Linked DNA regions of Sus scrofa: region 2 is linked to region 1. A link is a contact called in public HiChIP or PLAC-seq data. All regions are on one chromosome and are shown on one strand. Each heading gives the region's core, a stretch centred on a gene start, on an enhancer-like site or on the middle of the called end of the contact. The rest is flanking DNA. Distances are from core to core; before and after follow the strand shown.

Region 1 (7,596 bases), core at 1,476-3,975:
GCATGAGAGGGTTCTGAGCAGAAGACGAACTTGGTTTGAGTTGGCAAACCTCCACTGTAACTACCCTGGGGAGAATAGGCTGTCCTAGGGCAAGAGTGAAATTGAAAGATAAAAACATACGCAACTTTCTTTTTACCTTTTTTTTTTTTTTTTTTTTTGGTCTTTTTAGGGCTGCAACTTTGGCATATGGAAGTTCCCACACTAGGGGTAAAATTGAAGAGATAGCCGCCAGCCTGCAACACAGCCACAACAATGCCAGATTCAAGCCACGTCTGCGACCTACACCATGGCTCCCAGCAACACTGGATCCTTAACCCACTGAGCGAGGCCAGGGATCAAACCCACATCCTCATGGATACGAGTTGGGTTCATTTTTGCTGAGCCAGGATGGGAACTCCCTCTTTTTACCTCTAAGATATACAGAATAAAAATGAAGCTACCCACCTAGGAAGTTTGTCCAAATAATAGGTCTGAGAAATCCACTCTAATAAATAGGTAAGACTGGTTTGTAGTTATTGGCGTGGTAACTATTCATATAGAAATCATCCAGGGGACGATAGTGAGCCATTCTGCGTCTAACCTACTTACATATTTGGTGAACCTTGCTTTGTAGCAGGTAGAATGAGAGGCACACCCTCCCCCTTTAGCATTGACGAATTCCAACAAATTATTGAATTTAGTGCCCTAACAAGTAATGGCATTATGTTATTTTACTGTAGAGGGAGAATTACATTGTAGGTATTTTTGTCAAGCTTTTCGGTACCATTCAATGCTTTTAAGTTCAGAACATCGTGTGTTCCCCTCGAATGTTCATGGTTAGAACACATCTAACTTCATGCAATGTTTAAAAATATTTTGGCAGTGAGACTCATGGGACAATGACCTCAAAGCTTCTCTCATCCTGCATTTTATAGGGTACCAGCAACTTACTTCTGAATTTAGGTGCAGCCACCCATATTTGCCAGGCAGAAGTTACAGAATGATTTCGCTTTGGAAAAGAGAAAAGAAAAGATTGTACACGAGCCTACAAAACACTCTTCAATTTGCTTAATATTTTTTTGCCAAGCTTTTTGTCCCAAGGGCTGACCATGGAGCATTCTTCCACCCCCACTGCCCCACAGCTTTTGCAAACCACCAGTCCTTTCCTAAGGGACCTTAACAGATGAAGCATTGAATTCTCTAGTCACTGTTACCTCCCACCTGGGAAAAAGACAGCCCTGTAATTGAATCCCAGCATATGCAGTGTCATCCCTCCCGCCTGCCCCTCTGGTGCTGCGCAAATTAAAAGATCTCTAAGGCTCAGCCTGCCTTCCAGCTGCCAGCCCCTGGTAGACATGAGGGAGCCAGAAGGGACCAGGTGGGGCAGTTTTGAGTTGCACTGAACACACAGCACAAGGAGGTTGGCCGTAACTTCCCAATGAATATTTATACCAGCCCCATTTCTCATCTTGCTCTTTGGCATGGATCAGAGTGCTGAGCTCCTGCTGATTTCAAGGGCCCCGCATTGTGTTTGGACCTGCTCCGTGAAGTATTACGTCAGATGAGAAATGGGCCCCAGGCTCCCATCCCTAAGACGGCTGGTTGACTTTTTTTTTTTAATGGGGACTATCATGTTATGGGGTCATAAGGATGGGGCAGTGGGGAGTTTCCTAACATCCCCTGGCATGGCTGTTCTGTGACTCACACAGAGCCTCAACCTCAGCTTCCTGTGGAGTGGAAATTTAATTGCTTGTAGTACGAGCTTCACAGAAGTCTGGTTGGTATATTGGTATAGTACTGCATTTTCTTCATCGTTTTCTTAGAGGTTTTATTTTTGTTTGCTAAGGTCAGGCACTTATCACAGGGCTCCCTCCTCACATTTCACATTCTGATCCCCCGTGGCAGGTGCTAACTTCCTTGCGTTCAAAGTGAATGGGTTGAGTAACCTCATAAAGATACAGAATGTCTTGGCATCGAAAGGAAAAGAGTACAGGATGCCTGTCTGTGGAAGACTTGCAGGGTTATTTAGAGAGCCCTGTAAACCTGAGACATTATTTGGAAAACCATCCATACACACACACCCCCATTAACTTTTCCTAGGTAGTAGATCACAGACTTAGATTCATGTTCCTGATCCCCAGTCCAGTGTTATGTGTAGTTTAGCATCAGATTTGCTCAAGGGAAATCATTTTTTTCATTGTTTCTTCATATGACCTTATAAACTTTAGACCAGTGACCTTTTTGTGAACTGTTGATTCTAAAATTACATTCTAAAAGCATCTCAAAAAAAAAAATCGCATGATCTCCTTAGATGACTAAATGTAAGTAATTAGAAAGAGGGCTGTGATCATGAAAATCCAGCATAAGTTCTCTAAGCAAAAGCCATACCAGAGTATCCACAGACTTTTCATGACAGCAATACCGGAAAAAACAAAGGCATGCATTATATTCTTAGTACATACAGGATTAAACAACATGAGTCTCAAAGGATCTTGATATATTTCTGAGGAAAAGGTAAAAAAATAGAGATTGAAAGATAGTACTGCTATTAGCTCAATGACTATTTCCCAGTGATAAAGATCTAGAGCTATAATGCTGGTGCCTTCTTCAAGACCTGTTCTTGACATTGGCCTGTTCCTCATGTTTATTGTGATTTGGCCATGCATGCATGCCAAGAATGTTTCTGGGTGTCATGGCACCAGGAATATACTGAGCAGCAGAGTCAGACTCGAACAGGATGAGCTGAAACTGGACACAGTCCAACAAGATAGCATTTAAGAGGAACACGTGGAAAGCTGTTCCAGATACCAACTGCAAGTGTTGTGGCTGAGAAAAAACAAGGCTCTAAAGCATCACACGGGACAGATCACAGGGGTTTGGTTGGCTAGGTTTCAGCATTTGTTCATACTGTAAAGTGTCTGATAGCAAAGCTAGCGTCCTTTTCAACTATATTGACGGATCAGAGTGACAGTTGTGATATTCTTGCTACATTTTATACCTTTATGGACTCCGAGTTGGGACATTCCTCTTTGATGTTTGAAGGGCAGTTATGGGAAAGAAAATTTAGACTTGACCCATGTCAGTGGGTTAAATTGCTTTTGGGTCCAAAGTTGCAGAAACCATGGAGGAGAAGACTTTCTGATAAAAAGAGTGGGCTGAAAATGAAATGAACTGCTTCTTAATGATTTCCCTGATACTGCAGATTTTCACACAGACAAATCAGACAGGTATTGACAATGTTGCAAAAGTGATTGTGGTAAAAACCAACGTTTATTAAGATGCATTATGTGCCAAATTCTGTGGAATTTGCATGTGTGATCTTATTTAATTTACTCAGTCCCCCACTGGTGGGTATCATTAACTCCATTTTGAACCTTAAGTCCAAAGACTGGTAAGATGGAGTTTAAAACCCAGGTTTCAGTCTGTAGTACAAGCCCTTAACACTGGATTCATAGTCTTGCTCATGAAGTGGTATTTTTGCATTCAAGGACATTGAGTATCCCTTCAGACCCCCAAATCCCATCATTTTCATAGGAAGCCATCGTTACTTTGCATATTATGCCAATGCTTTGCTCTTTTAAACATTCATTTGCTCATTCAACATTCTAGCATTGACTGACCCTCAGTCATTCATCCAGTAGTATGTTTGATCGTTATTGGCAGTTTTTTCCTTAGAAAGAATCTATATATTTCTTGGTATAACTAATCACGTTAGATGTTTTGATCGTGGCATTATGGCTTTATTCTTCTGCTTGCTAGAGAGAATAATTTCCTGCTTCATTAACCAAGGTTTGTAACTGATCTGGCAGAAACTTGAGTCCAGTACTATTCAAATAATGAACTCATTGGGCTTTTTCCCTTCTGTTTTCGAAGTAAAGCAGGGGGAAGCTTTGAAAATCTAAAATTAGAGAAATGCTTCAAAGGTACATTTTTAAAATACTTACTCACATTTCTTGGGTGGGGAGAGCATGTTTTGTGGGGATATCTGTTAGAGTCATTGTGAGGAGAGGGCCAGAGCTGCAGGTCTCAAGTCTGGAGCTGTAAGGAAGCCCTGGAAAGGAAGGACCGCAAAAGTGTCCAGAGAACAGCGTGTCCATGGCTTTATTTGCTGTTACTCCAGGGCCTGAGGTCACTCTGGCAGACGGGTCACTTACACTGCAAGCATCCAGACTGGCTTGGGGACAGGCATGAGGTCACCGGCAGATGGTAAGAACAGCTCCCATTATTCACGGCCCACTTCCCTGATCCTTGTTATTAGAGGTCTTCTTCCTTCAGTATTTCCTTTTCTCTGCAGCAGAACCCAGCTCGGACCTTGTCTGCTGAAATGGGCTAGTGAGGGCCTGTCTACCCAATCAATGACATAGACACTGTGCAACAGAGAGCATCCGCATCTCCCAGCCTAACTGCCAGGAGAGAACACTGGCTTAGAGCTGCAGCAGGGACAAGGGCTCCTTGGCTCCTAATCTGAAATATGTTGGCTTAAAGTGGACCTGTGTGCTTTTTTTCTGGAAAATGGGAATTGATACCCAGTAGGGACATGCCCATGACTTTCATCTACTCTTTGTCGACCAAATCACTTTATTATATTTTTTCTTGCACAGTGGTTTTCTATATCCACACAGAACATCTTCTTCCCTACTCTCTCATGTACACACACACACACACACACACACACACACTCATTTGGAGACCTAACACTGCACATGCAACCGTGAAACCTTCCACACACATAGACATCAGAGAGCTAATCCCCCTCACTCTCCACCTTGCTCTCTTGCCAGCCTCCAGGCTCTCAGAAGATACTTCACCGATTCCTAGAAATGCCCCTAGATGCTCAAGCAGTATTTGCTAATCTAGAGAACACATGACTCCAAGTAACTCAAATCACTTTCATCAGCATTTGTCCTATGCCTATTTTATTATTCATCCTTAGCACTCACTAAGTACTCTGCACAGTTTTAAGTGTAGAGGGCAAAACAATGAATGAAACAAAATAATCCTGCCCTAGTTCAGCCTCCACTCAAATTATTTAAGTGGAAGCTGGTTTTGTTCTTCTTATTTTCCAGCTAAGGAGAATGAAGAGGCTTATATTACACAGAAAAGGAAGTTATGAGCAAAGCAAATACCTGAACTCTTGCCCTTAAATGCATTCTGCTGGTCAACGTGAGAATTGGCTATTTAGGTGGACTCTGAGAGCATGGGGCATAAAGCCCTGCAGACATACAGTCCATTTTATGCAGAGAAAAGCTGGCATGAGAGTGAATGCCTTTGAAAGTCTAGGATGCTTTTGCATTTCTTGGGTCATGAAGAATTGATGGAATCTTAGCCGGTACATAAACAGGCTCTGACTCATTACCAGGCTCTGTGCAGAGGGGATCATGGTTTCTGAGCTACAGTAGAGTCTAGGTGCACACATATAAAGCAGGCTCTCCCTTGGGTCTGAAGAGGATATTTAAATCTGCTAGAAATAAATCCCATCTATGCTGCAGAAGAATGCAGACAAGAACCAAGGAAATAGCTGCATGTCACCTGCAAGTTTTCTTTCTGTTCTTTTTTTAGAAGACTTCTTGTGTTCAAGGATAAGTTCGCTTTTTATGTCATCCAGATAGATGCTAGTATTCACGTGGCCTTATGACATAAGGACTGCTTCATAAAAAGAGTGGAAAATGACATCCTGGAAGGAAAAGAGTCCCCTTTAAATATGGTAATGGAGATTTGACAGAATAGAGGCTTATATCTAGTTTAGTGATTTTTGAAAATCAGTCGAAGTATTTTATTGGAGGGGTATACATTCCTCATAGTGGTTTAACAGTGTGGAAGAATTAACATCTCTTTTAAAAATGGGAACATACAATATGTGATAGAACCTGGGCTCTGGCATCAAATAGGCTTAAATTCAAATTCTGGTGCTGATACTTTCTGCCTACATGGTCTTGGGCATGCTGTGTATCTTCTTTGAGCCCCAGTTTCTTCATCTATAAAATATGTGAAGTAATGTACATATGTGTTATTGTAAAAATTAAAGGACAAGTACCAAGCGTAGGCTGTGTCGTAGAATATGTACTCAGTAAAAACAGGTATCCGTTCATCATTTTCTGCTATTGAACTCTAAGGTAAAGTTTATATCATATACATTAGATTCTTATAAACTAGACTTGAAAAGAATCTGAAGTTTAACATACAGAAGAAAGCACAGGATGATTCCTGCTATATAGTTTGTAGCAATAACACATGACTGTTTTCTGAAGGTTCTATTAATTGTAAGAAATAGCAACCCACTAAAGTGAATTCAGTCAAAGTGGACTTACTATAAAGATTCAGATAATTGCATTTTGATTACCCAGAAACTGGAATGTAAGATGTAAAGGCTATACTTGTTTTGTTGTGCTAGAGCAACATGTTCCCGCTCCTCTCTGTGGTCTGGGCTCCATCCTTTCATCCCCGACTGATTTTCCTCACTTCCTCATCTTCCATGTGATTCGCATTGGCTGTGAGCCCCTACACCCCCTTGCAGCTTCAGTAATACCAATGATCAGGTGCCTCCCCAAGGACTCCTTTGAATTCATTGAAACAGAACATTGTAAATCAACTATAACTTAATACATTTTTTAAAAACCCCAGCAAATAATTTCTGAGAAGATTTTCTAGACTCCTTGAGTTCACACTCATTTTTGCCTGTTCCACTTAGTAGGCACTTAATGTACTTTATTTTATTTTATTTTATTTTACTTTATTTGCTTTTTAGGGCCACACTGGTGGCATATGGAGGTTCCCAGGCCAGCGGTCCAATCGGAGCTGTAGCTGCTGGCCTACGCCATAGACAACAATTCAGGACCCCAGCTGAGTCTACGACCCACACCGCAGCTCATGGCAATGCCGGCTCCTTAACCCACTGAGCAAGGCCAGGGATCGGAACCTGCGTCCTCATGGTTGCTAGTCAGATTCATTAACTGCTGAGCCATGATGGGAACTCCCACTTAAGGTACTTTAGTTTTCTATGCATGGGATCTGCTTTCTCATTTGGATCATTAATTTCTTGAGGATACGTTTCGTCACTCAGCAATCCCAACACCTGTGACAATGCTTTGCATGTGATAAGCAATCATTATTTGTTTGTTCAGTTCAATTAAAAATATTGGTTTTTACTTCCACTTTGATTTTTTTCATTTTAAAAAAGTTTTATTGAAATACAGTTGATTTACGATGCTGTGATAATTTCTGCTATACAACAAAGTGAATCCGTCATACTTACATACTCATCCATTCTTTTAATTAAAAATCTTTATGTTGGGTGGGCCCAGTAGAAAATAGTCAAATCATAACATTCATTGTTTACTATAATTAAACCCATTATCAGGAGCAGTCTACCAATAATTCTTTGTGGGGTTTCTACCATTCCCCTCGGTGTGTCTTTTTTACCTGGTTGGCATAAAGCTTTCTCTTTATCTTAAGAATTTGAATTTAATATGCCAAACATTTGGTTTTCTTTTTCTCACTTATTGTGTTTCAAGTCTCTATGGGTTGATATTTTTCATTAAATTTGGGAAAAATGTGGCCATTATTCTGTCTCATTCCCTTTCTTGCCTTCTTCTACAGGTTACAAATACTTGATTCAGT
Region 2 (7,596 bases), core at 3,737-6,236, 440 kb before region 1:
TATAGAGAGATAATCATTTCATTGTTATCATTATTGGCCCAGTCTACTATAGAAAGAAAAGCCAAAAGGCAGTATCATTCAGACAAAGAAACAAAATCTACCTACTTTTATTTGGAGAGTAACAGTACATATTCCCAATTTCCCTAAAATATATGGAAAATTCTAAACTTAGCCATTCCAGAAAGTACATATTCATACCATAAATTATGCCTCCCTTAATTTCTGGATGCCACAGAGCGCGTCTTTGAGCAAACACAGTGGATCGGGGATTCGAGGTGGTTCTGCTCTGGAGGTGCATGCCAAGCTGTAATGGTCCATGGCTGCACTGCACTGTAAGACCCCCTGCCGTCAGCCAACCAGAAAGCCCCAGAGACTTCTCTGGACATCTGAAAGCACTGCCGTGTGGGGAGCCTCTGCCTGCCTGTTTTTGTTTCTTCCCGGGAAATATGGCCAGTTTATTGCTGTCCTATTCTGAGGCAACAGAAATGTGGTAATTTCTTCTAATGGACCTTCCGTAATGTTTTTCACCAAGAATCACTAAATATTCTTGACCTCCATCAAATCATGCTCTTTTTTCCTCAGTCATCTTTCATAATCTGAATGTACGTTAGGATGGAGACTGTATGAGCTTGTCTTTTTTCTTCTAGGAATTAGCTGCCACTCAGGACTTATCTCCTGGGCAAACATTCTTCGCAAGAGAAATGAATGGATAGCAGTTGCCTGTTAAGTAAGTGGCATTTTTATTGTCTCATTTAGAAATTGTGAAAAACAACAGGTCATTTGTTGTTTCATTCTTCTGTGCTCTTCTGGGTTTTGTTTTTGTTTTTTGAATTCACCCTTTGTGGAGTTTCTTGGATTGGGCATTTATCCATATATCCCCTTTTTTAAAAAATTAATTTTATTACATTTATGGGTGCACACGTCGATCCCTTTTAACATATACATTGACAGGAAATGTGTGGGTGGCTCTAAATTCCCACTGTGGACATCGACTGACATTAAAAAAAATTCCATTCATGCCTTGAGATTAATGGAAAAATCAGTGCTTTTAAAAACTGTTTTATTTCCAAGATGTTTGCCTGCCAAAACGGAATGTGATTTAGTGCAGGTAATTCGGAGTTATGTGTAGAGGGAGTTGGGGTGAATGGTTTATCAGACTCACACTCCTACAGTCCAAAACTTTTAGTTTTGTGTATTGTGCAAATAGATTGGCAAACATCATGTTCATAACCATTCTGGGTTTCTTCCTGGCGTGGTTCAGGCCATGAATCACATTTTCAGTTTCTAGGTTGAGGGGTAGATAGTTGGTGTCCAAAAGAATAACCGCCTTTTTAGATCTTTTTTAGTTTTTTAATTTTACTTTCCCACTATTCATGAATCTTTTGTTTCATTCCCCTTTTTTTTTTTTGGCTTTTTAGGGTCGCCCCCGAGGCATATGGAGATTCCCAGCCTAGGAGTCAAATCAGAACTGTAGTCACTGCCTACACCACAGCCACGGCAATGCCAGATCTGAGCCATGACTCTGACCTACACCACAGCTCGTGGCAACACCAGATCCTTAAACCATTGAGCAATGCGAGGGTTAAGAATCCAGCTTTGCTGTGAGCTGTGGTGTAGGTTGCAGACACAGCTTGGATCCCAGTTGCTGTGGCTCTGGCGTAGGCCAGTGGCTACAGGTCCGATTTGACCCTAGCCTGGGAACCTCCATGTGCCGCAGGCGCGGCCCTACAAAGACAAAAAGACCAAAAAAAAAAAAAAAAAAAAAAAGAAAAAAAAAAAAAAACAAAACAGGAGTTCCCATCATGGCTCAGCAGAAACAAATCTGACCAGCATCCACGAGGATGTGGTCCAAGGAAGAACTCCCTGAGAACAAATATTTACACTGAAATCTGAAGGATGACATGGCGCCAGCCAAATGGGGAAGGTAGGGGGGAGGCAATGTTTCAGGAAGTGGATATATAGACGTGAGCTATCCACACGGTGAGCCCCCCAAATCTAGTAAGTCTGGATATAGACAGCAAGATGGAGAGTAGCTAGAGAGGGGTTGGGGTAGACAGAAGATGACCATAAGCCACATTAAAGAGTTTGAATCCATTGGTTACCATGTTGGTCTTCTCTACAGATGAGCTGTTTGAATCGTGGGCCATATTCTATCTTTGTACCCCAGAGTTCCTCACAATGATGAACATGTGGTAAAAGAATATTTATTTTTAAAAGGAAGGAAGGAATGAAAGAAAGGGAAAGAAAAAAGGACAGTAAAGAATTTAAGAATAAAAAAAGAATTTAAGAATGGATTCCTATATATAAACATTGAAGAAAACTTGAGTATGAGACATTGTGTTAACCATTTTTAAGAGTAAGAGTCATGGTTTCTTGGCTAAGGTTTCAGAATCTGGGTTTTGAAATAAAGCTTTAACATATTCTAGAACTTCAGGCAAATCTTTGCTCTCAGGACATGTTTCCTCTTCTGCAAAATGATATATTCCATGTATCATCATCTCTATCTCAGAAATCCAATAATTCTATAAAAAGAGCTTTTGAATGAGTGTAGGGCAGATTTCTGTCATTCAGAGCCCAATTGGTTGCAAATTGCAGTGTGATTCTTGTGGATGCCACATCATGAGGAAAGGATCATGGGAAGGGTCCGTTTTCAGGAGGGTATATGCCAACATACATAATCTAAACTTTCTGATTCATCTTTGATGGAATAATCATCCTACTTCTAACAATATAGTTTGAAGAGCTATTTTTCTTCAAATTTATATTCAGTAACGCCCTCAGCATTTCTTAAATTACTAGTGTCAGTTAAGACAAGAACAAAACAAGAATGTTAAAAATACATTGTGTCTCCATGCCATTGCCACAAAAACTGAACAGCCAAATTGCCAACAAAGGCCTTCTTTTCAGGGAAGATAATTTGCATGTGGGGCTTCATTCAAGTACTTTGAAAATGTGTCCAAGGAAACATAGCAATTGAGACGATTATCAGAAACTGGTTGTATTTCATTCTAAATCACTAATTTCCAAGACACTTTTGGTAAGCTAGAGGAGGATCAAGGGAGAATATTTGGAACCTATCCTTTCCTTGAACATACAAGAAAGTTTGGATTATTCTCTAGTTTGATTCATGGCATCTTGATCTACTGCCCTGTTGTGTTCCTCCATGTTTGCAGGTGAAATTTACATTATTAGGTTTAGAACTGGGAAGAACTTTGGTGGGTGTCTATTTGGAAGACAGTTTTAGTATTTAGTAGACATTGTAGCTGATAGTTTGGAGAATAAGGTTGGAAGTCTATGGAGCCAGTGGGCTTGAACATAATTTTCTTTAAGGATTTTCCGGAAGGGAGTAAGAAGCAAGAATCGAGGCCAGATCAGTGTCATACAGGTACAGACAAATCCCATATCTTGGTATTGATGATATAGTTGAAATAGTGAGGGAAGAACGCAGGGCTTGAAGTCCAGCGTCACCTGCAAGGTCTTGACTCAAATTGCATGACCTTGGGGTGTTCCCTTGATCTCCCTGGGCCTCATTGTCCTCTTCTGTATGAGGAATGAGTCAATCCACAGGAAGCCCAAGATGTCTCAGTTCTAAGGTTCTAAAGTCTCATTTCCTACAAACTCAGGAAGACAAGCTTATTTACAAAAAATTTTAAAATTGCCTATTGTGCTTCTGAGTGAAAAATCGTAGGGAGTCAAGCTTATTCTAATAAAAATGTTCATACCTTTTATTTCAGGAAAGACTACCAATTTTAGTCAAAAGATGTATAATAGCTTCTAGATTGTTAATTATCTTCTCACTTTGGGAGAGCTTCATTTACTTTCCCCAATGAGTGTTCTTTTAGTCTTTAAGCCCGAATGTGAAGAATCAATCACTCGATTACAAACACTTTTGACTGTTTTCCTTCACACAAACACGTGTACTCCCACACATCCATCCATCCATCCATCCATCCATCTATCTATCTATGTAATTATATTTATGTATATATGTTTGATTCACTATTTGAAATATTTTTACTGCTGAGAGCTTACAACTCCTTCATGGTTTAAGGAATAATGTTTTTCAGGCACAAGCATGCACAACAATGCTATTAGCTTGTGAAGAGTGAAACAAAAAGACATCAGTACAGTCTGGAATTTCTAGGCAAATTACTCCAGGAAGTCAGCATTCCCTAGAGTAGACTTCAGTCTGTCTATGTTAACACTTCGCCAGAGATTCATCGTTCAAGTTTGCCAGACTCAGTTTAAGACTAGAGACCTCAACATATCATGAAACCATTAATAACAATGAATTATCTTTCTGATTGTGTTTGCTTGCTTCTACCCTGTACTCCTGGTATGAACTTTCTACTCCTGGAGAGGAGGTGTCTAGACTCCTCGTCTATAAAATGAGAGCAAAATGGGATTCTGCCTACAAAAGAAAGAGGCTGTAAGAAACACATTTCCAAAGGATTCTTAATTCTCAGGGGAACGCAATACATACATGTAACTTGTATTTTAAAAAATTGAGTCTTCATTGATGACCCCCCAAAACTGGTGTGATTTATACTAAAATACATTAAGGGCAATAAAGCAGAAAAATCGTGAATACAAGAGTAAGAAGAACCAACCGACTGTAAGGGGAAAAAGAGCAGGAGTCTTTTGTTTGTTTTTAATGTTGTTCTGTCTCTTTTGTTTGTTTGTTTTTGAGGAACTGAAGATTAAGCACCAAATCATTACCCTCGGGACGTTTTATACCTGACAAAATTTGTTTCACTGAGGAGTAGGTCAGTTCGGTGGCCTTACTATGGGATGTGAGAGTCTCTGACTTGGAGGCAGCTGAGCCTGGCAAGTAGTAACTATCAGCAGTTACCATCTGACAGTTATTCTGTGGCTTAAGAAAAAATGGCTTGTGGTCACAGTCCAATCCCTGCTGGACAGGTATCCACATCATAAGAAACCACCACGAAATCTGGCACCGAGACGAACTATTATTGGCAGCAAAGAGAGAAGGGCCTGAATCAGCATTCAGACTTGAGATCCCTGACCATCTAACCTGGTCACTTGGGGTCAGGGCTGAGGGAGGCAGGCTTGCAGGGTAAAATGGGAGCAGAGAAGGGCCCATGGCCTGAGAGCCTCTGACAGTCTATGGACAAAGCAACCGTTCTGACTTCTAGGCTTTCTCATCTGGCACAGGTTCATGCACTTACTTTCACAAAGAAAAGGAAATTCCCTCTCCCTTTATAATGAATATGATTTTTATCAGCCAGTTGAAAAATATAAGCAGATCCTACAGGCACCATTACTCTCTCATGGTCTATCTAAGCACTCTGGGTTGTTTTAAGCACAGTCACTGCGCTGAGATATCTCGCATTTTTACAGAATGGCAGAGTGATGATGAAGAAAAGCATGGAAACCCAGGCCCCGAGCTCCCTCCGCAGTGAAAGTGTGCCTTGCAGTGAGATGGCAGGTTCATGGGTAATTCCTGCTGCCCATCTCAAGGGCAACAGAGGACCGGTGGTTCTTCTATCCAGAGAGCAGAGCTCTCAAGGCCTTATTTTTCTTAAATTTGATGTCCTCATAGGCCCCAGTATCTACTGCAGAGAAGCATAAATGGCTTATTCTTCCAGTAGGAGCTCCATTTGCTTCCTTCGTGTCTCCATAGCTGGTTATTTTTAATCAACACACAGTTAAATTCATCCAGAATGGAGAGAGCATACTGATGGATCAAAGGTGTTCCCAGGGCATTGCCACCAATATGTCAACAGGAGAATTTACCTGGCCCAGGGGGCCCAACAGTCATTAAACAGGGTAGCAGTCTGGGGCGCCACTGAGCTCCACGGAATTATAGTTAACGTTGACCCTGGTAGGGTGGGTGAGGGTGGGTGCACCTCCTGCTGGTCAATAAATGAGGTAAATTTAATGGCAGCCTTTGAGGTGAACCAATGTTTTATTCCTTGGCCAAGAGTGAAAAACGCGGCTGGCTGGAGGGAGCGGAGGGTGATATTTAGGAGTGTGGAGAGGCAGGCAAAATGCTCGTAAAGAGCTTGGAAAATGCTTATAAACGTGGTTGAGAAGAGAGGAGGCATTGGAAACAAAAGCAGATTTTCCAAACCAAATCTCTGAGATGCAATTATATTTCTTTCTTTCTTTCTTTCTTTTTTTCTTTCTTTTTTCTTTTTTTTCTTTCTGGAGACACGTTCTGGTTGAACTGTGTGGTACAACTGCTAACAGCCTTTTGCCAGAAGGAGTCAAGTAAGCATGGCAAAGAAATGTTTTTCTCCTTTAGGGAATATTGACTTTTCTCTTTCCTGTGACTATTTTTTTTTTTTTTAACCCTACCTGGAAGCAGTCATAGTTGTTATAATCACATTGAACTGGATGCATGAAAATGAATCGGCCTTGAAAGGGCTTAGCATTAGTAGCCCATGGTAAAGTCACTGTAGTCAACATAGAATAATTAAAGTTTTCTGAGTTTTGTCTTTTTTCCTTCACATTGTATTTGGTTAATTTCTTTGGATAGTCACAACGTTTGGCATTTAAATGAAAGATGTATCTGCTTTTACACTAAATCAAAGACATCTTTTTACTATGTTCAACAGAGCCTCAAAGTGAAAGGAACAGAATATAATTATAAACAAGAAAAAGTGGGACTGACACGATTAAGGCAAATATAATCTAACTGTAAATTGTCATGATTGAGAGTAGAATCTAATTCCCAGTGGTTCATGATACTTAAAATATAGTTATCTGTCTTTCCATAACAACAAACAACAAAAATGATTTTCTTTACTTTTTCATCTTAACTGACTTTCGACTCACAGAGTTTTCCTGTAAATGATTTTTAAATTGAAGGAAAGGTATGGGAAAAGGCTCAATAAACTCCTAGTGCTTTCCCATTTAGGAAACACCAGAGCATACGTTCTCTGATATTTCTGGTAATTTAAATTAGTCATGTGCAAAGGAAACACTTGGCCTCTCTTAAACACTTAAATACTTCTTATTTTACTGGTCTGTTTCCTCACAATAATGAAAGTAGAAGTCCTTATTGTTTCTAAATCCTTCAATTTGGAACAGGCTAGGAGTTGATAATATTTATGCCAATAGAGCGTCTGATTAATGCTACTTAAATAAAATCTGCATAGTCCCTTAAGTCTCAAGAAAGCAGTGTGTTAAAGCTATAAAGTGACAGTAATGAGTTTTTGGATTGCTTTTCCCCCTGGTGAGCAGCAAACTGTGTTCTACTGGGGAAGGTTCCCAGAGTTGGCATTTTTATCTTCTAGGGCCACGTGGGGGAAGGTGCATGTAAAAGCCCCAGCCATCACCAGGGGGCGCCAAAGGACAGCACCTGTTTGCATAATAGGCTAAGGGGCACTGCAAAGAGTAGAAGAGAATTACCCTGAAGAGAAAAAAACCTCATACCTAGATCCACCTTGGGCCATGGAGGAGAAGCTTCTCATGATTTGTGCAAAGAGTCCACAGTCATTAAAGATAGAGGGATCATTTCACTCATCTGGAAAACCTCATTTTATAAACGGAGTCTACTGAGATCTAGAGAGGTGAAGGAACTTGTTCAAACACGCACTGGTGGACTTGGCAGAACTGGGACAGTACTGG

Evidence for each region. HiChIP or PLAC-seq counts read pairs in DNA pulled down with a chosen protein or histone mark.
Region 2: a contact with region 1 is called in an H3K27ac HiChIP or PLAC-seq map of skeletal muscle, with 7 times the contacts expected there. The contact joins two enhancer-like sites. A contact is called at or near these places in 4 of 47 Hi-C or Micro-C datasets (psoas muscle and skeletal muscle) and 1 of 2 datasets of contacts at active chromatin or transcription factors (skeletal muscle).

The regions. Positions count from the first base shown.
Region 1 is chr1:30,342,535-30,350,130 of Sscrofa11.1, reverse strand. The region is part of intron 3 of EYA4 (eyes absent homolog 4); the gene reads left to right. Among named protein-coding and RNA genes, the nearest start is that of EYA4, 230 kb to the left of the region's middle. Within about 2 kb of position 2,725, at least 1 of the 83 cell types and tissues checked has an H3K27ac peak or open chromatin away from gene starts, as enhancers often do. A contact at or near this core is called in skeletal muscle, where this site is marked.
Region 2 is chr1:30,784,456-30,792,051 of Sscrofa11.1, reverse strand. No RefSeq gene overlaps it. Among named protein-coding and RNA genes, the nearest start is that of RPS12, 140 kb to the left of the region's middle. Within about 2 kb of position 4,986, at least 1 of the 83 cell types and tissues checked has an H3K27ac peak or open chromatin away from gene starts, as enhancers often do. A contact at or near this core is called in skeletal muscle, where this site is marked.